Linked DNA regions of Mus musculus: region 2 is linked to region 1. A link is a contact called in public promoter capture Hi-C data. All regions are on one chromosome and are shown on one strand. The core of a region is the stretch at or near the end of the contact, and the rest is flanking DNA. Distances in the headings are between cores, read along the strand shown.

Region 1 (3,249 bases), core at 225-2,724:
TACATTATTGGCCTATACCACCTGCTTGCTAGATATTTTATTCAGACTCCATTAGTTTAACAAATATTTACTAAACCACGCATGCTAGCTGAGATCTGTAATCCCGACAGGAGTGTAAGGCAGGGATATTGTTGTGAGTTCTAGGCCAGTTTGGGCAATTGACTATCTTTACAAAAAAAAAAAAAAAGAAAGAAAGAAAAGAAAAGAAAAGAAAAGAAAAGAAAAGAAAAGAAAAGAAAAGAAAAGAAAAGAAAGCCGGGCAGTGGTGGCGCACGCCTTTAATCCCAGCACTTGGGAGGCAGAGGCAGGCGGATTTCTGAGTTCGAGGCCAGCCTGGTCTACAGAGTGAGTTCCAGGACGGCCAGGGCTACACAGAGAAACCCTGTCTCGATCCCCCCTCCCAAATCAACAACAACAAAACCTGACTGAGTGTGGTGGCAGACTCTTAAGAGTACAGGTTTGTGGGGTAGAGGCAGGAGGATCAGTAGTTTTTGGGCTACATGAGACCCTGTCATAGATACAAAACAAACAAACAAACAAACAAACAAACAAAGATCCCCCTTCCCAAATGGCTACTGAGTCCCTGCTAAGTGCGGAGTCCTGATGTAGGCCAAAGGTGTTCTCAGGACGCCACTTTCTTGTACCCAGCTGCATGGGCGTCTTGACAATCCATGTAGCCACTGCAGCCTGAGGCGCTTACGCCCCTATACCCCGTGTTAATAGCATGCACTGCCCCTTCCCAAGCAAGCATTACTTGGGTGCCCCCCTTCCAGCAGTCATCCATCACCCCCAAACGCTGGGCCTGCGGCCCCTCCCGCCCCAGGGTCCCAGGGAGGGGGCTGGGCACGAGGACCGCGCTCAGGAGGTGGGGGTGGGGGGTAGAGCTGAGCAGCGCGAGGGGGCAACAAGGGGAGGCCATGGTGGGGACCCAGCTCAGGAGAGGCGGGGCAAGGAGGGGCGGTATGATGTTCATGCCGCCAGCGGGTGGTTACCACAGCCTCGAGCCGAATCACAGTCAGCCAGGAGAAGGCCCAGAGAAAAGGGCGACACAGTGGCGAAGAGGAACGGCCGGCTCGAGCGGCTTTTCCCGCTCGCTCCTTCACACAAGGACCAATGAGCTCCAAGCACAGCGCTTCGGCGGCGCCGCGCAGCCAATAGGGTTTGCAATCGTCCCCCGATGGCCCGCCCCTTTCTTGCCTACCCGCTTCTCCGCGGCAACAATCACGCCAGCCAATAGCGCGTCGAGTTGAGTCTCACACACGTTGCCTTCCTCCTTTACCTCACCAGACTGTTCTTCACTTTGCAAGCAGGCAGCCAATGGGGCGTCGAATGACCTCAGCCAGAGCGAGGCTGGCCCTGCCCCACCCTGCCCCCCCACCGCAGGAACCGTGGTCCTGAGGCGTTGACTCAGACCCACTGCGCTTGCGCCTGCGCATAACCTGGGCTCCGCGCTTAGGCCTCCTTCGGCTCCCCCTCCATGCCTGGTGTTTAGGGCAGGCTTTTTAGCCTGCCTTTTGCCACGCACATCTGGGTTACAGCACCCGGGTGTCTGTGGCATTCCTGGCTAAAGAAGGTGGCAGAAGTGACTTCCAGCTGGACTACTGCTATACAGAGGATGTGTCCTGGAGCTGGAAAGGTGCTTTCTGCCCAGCCTGGGGTGTTGGGATTGCTTAATGGTGGGTTGAACAGAGGCTGAGTTTACATCGGGAGGAGGGAGCTCAAAAGAAGTGAACGCTTAAGCGGTTGGCCTTCTGGTACTCGTCTGAATAATCTTATTATTATTCACAATGACCCGGAGGGATGAATAGCCCTACGTTTTTTGTTTTTTTTTGTGAATGAAGAAGAGATTGACAAAGTGCCCGAGATTTCCCAGCTAATTGAACTCGGACTTGGAGATTACAAGTTTGGTTTAGCTTGGAGAGCGCTGAGCCTGGCAACGTTGTAGCCCCTCCCACGCGGTTTCAATTATTTCGCCATCCTGTGCATCTCCATTCCCGTAGGCAGTCGTCCTAAGGTGGTTAGTTGTGTGTCTTCTGATTTTGTGTGTGACCTCTAGAGATGTATAGCGTCTTGAATACACGAGAATTTTGTGGATGTGGTCATGTCTTATTTAATGACAGCACTGTGCTTTTCGTGGTTAACCCACGTGCATGTGTACATCTATACTTTTTAAAAATTGTTACTATTTCATGTGCTTTGGTGTGAGCTGTTGGATCCCTGGAACTGGAGTTAAAGAAAGTTGTGAGCTCTTTGTGTAGGTGCTGGGAATTGAACCTGGGACTTCTGGAAGAGCAATCAGTGCTCTTAATCGCTGGGCCACTAATCAGGCTGGCCTCAAACTAAAAGTTTCACCTGCCCCTGACTCCGGAGTGCTGGAACTAAAGGCCTTTGCCACCACTGCCCGGCGGCTGCATGTGTACATCAATTGCTTCTGTGGTGTGCTGTTCTGTGGTGTGTGCCTCCCTGCAGGTTGTGCACTCCCTTAGTTTTAAGAGGGGTGAACCTCTTACCTGTCACATCACACAACGATGTCTCCTCATGTATTGGAGGGTGAAGATTTTTATTATAGTTATCTAGTGGGTATTTATAAACCGAATTTGACTATTGTAAAACTTCTCCCTGCACTAGGCTTCAGGCACTGCTGGGAACTCCCAATTCCTCTTTTCCCAGGGGTCCCATCCACTCTTCCCTCAATCACTCCACAAACAACAGTGTACAGAAGTGTCTTTATTACCTCAAGTCTGCCAACAGTCGCCCCTTTCCAGCTCACTGATTGCTGTCAGCCTGTGAGTTGTATAATGATACAGTTCGCAAGATAATTGCATTTCCCAGGCTATGGTTAGACTTGAGCACCTCCTCAAAAGCCCAGTCTTGACTCTTTGAGAGGATAGTTTGTTTCTTCATGGGCTTAGCCGAACTTCCCTCTCTTTTTCTTGGTGATGTATAGAAGAGCCTTCGTTTTGTCAGTTTAAAGTAATACATATTTTCTTATGCAATTTGCTTTGAATACGATTGTATGTTTTGTGTAGTTTTTGTTGTTTTGTTTATGTTTGACACAGGGAAGGCTGGGCTAGCCTTGAACGTGTTATGGAGTTCAAGGTGATCTTTAGCTTCTGGTTCTCCAGTCTCCCCCTTACAAGTGTTGGGGTTATAGGCATATACCATCATGTTATATTATCATGAAATCGATGGCGTAATACTGTAACTAGACCATATTTAGTTTCCTGCAGATTTTATCTGCATCTTTGT
Region 2 (3,249 bases), core at 311-2,810, 670 kb before region 1:
AATGTTTTCCCCTTTCCAGGTCTCCCCTTCAGAAATCCCCTATCCTCACCTCCCTTCCCCTACCTCTAAGAGGATGGTCCCACACCCACCCACTCTCATTCTCCTGCCCTGGCATTCCCCTACACTGGAATATTGAACAGCCTCAGGCCTGAGGGCCTCTCCTCCCACTGATATCCAATAAGGCCATCTTCTGCCACATGTGTGGCCAGGGCCATGGGTCACTAATGGATACAGAAAATGTGGTATATTACACAACAGACTACCAATCAGCCATTAAAAACAATGACTTCATGAAATTCATAGGCAAATGGATGGAACTTGAGAATATCATCCTGAGTGAGGTAACTCAGTCACAAAGGAACAAACAAACAAGATATTTACTCACTGATAAGTGGATATTAGCCCAAAAGTTCAGAATACCCAAGATTCAATTCACAGACTATATGAAGCCTAAGAAGAAGGAAGACCAAAGTGTGGATGCTTCACTGCTTCTTAGAAGGGTGAACAAAATCTTCACAGGAGGAAATACGGAGACAAAGTGTGGAGCAGAGACTGAAGGAAAGGCCATCCAGAGACTGCCCCACCTGGGGATCCATTCAACATATAGCCACCAAACCCATATGCGATAGTGGATGCCAGGAAGTGCTAGCTGATGGAAGCCGGATCTGTCTGTCTCCTAAGAAGCTCTACCAGAGCCTGACAAGTACAGAGGCAAGGTGGAAGCTCACAATCAACCATTGGACTGAGCATGGGGTCCCTGATGGAGGAGTTGGAGAAGGGACTGAAGGAGCCGAGGGGGGTTTGCAGCCCAGTGGAGGGAGCAACAGTGCCAAGAGGCCAGACCCCCACAGAGCTCCCGGGATCTGGATGACCAACGAAAGAATACGCAAGAACCTATCTTGCAACCTGGATTGCAGTTTCCATCCCAGTTGACACAACTGGAGCCAGCTCCCTCACGTAACCATACTCTGTCCTACTGGCTTTTTCCTGTATCTCTGAGAACTCCATTCTGCAAGGACAACCAATGTGGTCCCTTCCATCCTCCATCATCCATGGGAGAGATGGGAAATCCCAGGGCATTCACCAAGGAGAACAAAGCCATCCTGGGAATGTTACGGAGAGCATGGGCAGACCTGAATCACATTTGGCCAGCACCGGAAGCTGGGGAGGTCTTCCTGGCGCCCTCTATAGGAAGATGGAGCACACAGTCCTCTTTCCAGGACACACAGGTCACCTCCTCCTGCACACCCAGGATATGAAGCCCCTGAGACAACTTGTATCCTAGGATCAGACACATGACTGGTGTCATCAGTGACGATGGATCAGGTCCTACCCAGTCATCACTCAGCTAGGCCTTTCCTTAACCCTCCAGATAACTCTGCCACTTCCTGCCTGGAGTAAACCACACTTTGAGTGAGCACTGAGAACAGGGCACACAGGGCTCCCCTGAGGTTTATGTCACTCTAGGCTACAGGAAGTGCTGGAACTCCCTCTGCTGCTGACAGCCCCAAGGCCAGGGTATAGGACACATCTCAGCCTTTCTGCTCAGAGTATGTTCTAGAACACTGCTCAGAGTATGTTCTAGAACAATGAACTGGGAAGAGAGGAATAGAAGGATGGGAGGCCCGCACTGACAGAACAGCATTGTTAGAGTCACAGGCTCCACCCCCACCCCACGTGAATCTGGGAGGTGCCCTTCTCTGGGAGGAGAATCAATTCTGCTATGAAAAGCAGGGCAGATATCAGGGCAGCCAGGCTTAGCAGTAGTGTTGGAGAAGAAGCTAGCAGGCAGAAGAGACATGGAGCTGGCCTCAGCACATCTCCACAAAGGGCAGGTTCCCTGGTTTGGACTACTGCTCACAGGTAAGGAGATATTCCTTCCCAGTAGAGAGCAGGGGAGCTCAGAGACTGGCTGGGGTCTTCTGGGAGAGGAAAGGAACCTGAGAAGGGACATCTGGCTTCTGCTTGAAGCTTGACGGCAACAGGAAGCTCTCAGTGAGTGTGAATTGGCTAGTGGTGAGGAGAAACTCAGTTCTTCCCTATTGTTAAGTTTATCGCACTGGCTAGGATATCCTGAAGACTGAAGTCCACAACTCTGTCAGGGTGACTCTCCACATAAAAACCAAACTGGGGCAAGTAAATAGAATTATTGCATACTACACTAAGAAATTTGCAAATACACTAGGCTCTGGGACACTGATTTGCAAAGAGGTATATGAGCATGTTCCAAGCAGCAAGGGTTAAGCCAAAATCTACCTAGCCCTCCTCACAAAGCCCTAGTTCTATGTGCAGAACGGCAGACCTGCGAGGGCATCTAGGTGGGGTCAGGTTGGCAAGCACTTCAGAAAAAAACAAAGAAGAGAAAGGCCAGAAAATGAAGGCGCAGGGTCTTTAGAGGAGGAGGTCAGAGAAGATAGGCCTACACTCAGCAAAGACTCTGAGTGTGAGCTGGGATCTGAGGGCAGTGAGCAGTGAGCTGTGTGAATGCCGGAGAAGAGCGTTTCCTACAGTGGAAAGATGAGGAATGGAGGTGATCTGCTGGCCACCACCCAATAGGACACAGGCACAGCAAGGCTGAGAGGTTTTGCAAAGGTCCTAAGATTGATAGGTCTTTCTCTCTTCCCTCTTAGCCTCACTTTTAGCCTCCTGGAGCCCTCCCACCACTGCACAAGTGACTGTTATGGCTTTTCCACTCCACGCTGCTGAAGGCAACAATGTTATTCTAGTTGTTTACAATATGATGAAGGGAGTCTCGGCCTTTAGCTGGCACAAGGGATCTACTACGTCTACAAATGCTGAAATTGTACGATTTGTAACAGGCACTAATAAGACTATAAAAGGGCCTGTACACAGTGGCAGAGAGACACTATACAGCAATGGATCCCTGCTCATCCAAAGGGTCACCATGAAGGATACGGGAGTCTACACAATAGAAATGACAGATCAAAACTATCGTCGTAGGGTCCTGACTGGACAATTTCATGTACACAGTAAGTAATTCTCTGTAACCTCTGGGTCATGGGTAGAGCTAATCCTGCCTCCCACACAGCATTGACAATCCTAGATGACTCTACTATGTCCCTTACCTTGTGGAAGGAGCATTTAGTTCACGGCACACAGAGGGGAGAAAACCAGCAATAAACAGGGATGCCTTGCTTGGACCCACTCTTTCAGAAAAGAGATTGTTAGGTAACTCAGTCTGAGGATGTCAGACTCTGCACAGTAACTTAGGATGTGTACTGACTAGTT

What was found. Promoter capture Hi-C pulls out the DNA fragments that hold promoters and counts their contacts.
Region 2: a contact with region 1 is called in a promoter capture Hi-C map of hippocampal neurons, with 2.9 times the contacts expected there. The contact joins the promoter of Ceacam2 here to the promoter of Lypd4 in region 1. A contact is called at or near these places in 2 of 39 promoter capture datasets (hematopoietic stem and progenitor cells and hippocampal neurons).

The regions. Positions count from the first base shown.
Region 1 is chr7:24,867,916-24,871,164 of GRCm38.p6, reverse strand. It overlaps Lypd4 (Ly6/Plaur domain containing 4), which reads left to right and starts at 1,474. Exons shown (of 5, transcript NM_182785.3): 1 at 1,474-1,636. It overlaps Dmrtc2 (doublesex and mab-3 related transcription factor like family C2), which reads right to left and starts at 1,108. Exons shown (of 9, transcript NM_027732.2): 1 at 993-1,108.
Region 2 is chr7:25,538,315-25,541,563 of GRCm38.p6, reverse strand. Ceacam2 (carcinoembryonic antigen-related cell adhesion molecule 2) reads left to right here and starts at 1,560. Exons shown (of 9, transcript NM_001113368.1): 1 at 1,560-1,863; 2 at 2,631-2,990. The coding sequence starts at 1,800. All of the region lies in intron 6 of 4732471J01Rik (RIKEN cDNA 4732471J01 gene), which reads right to left.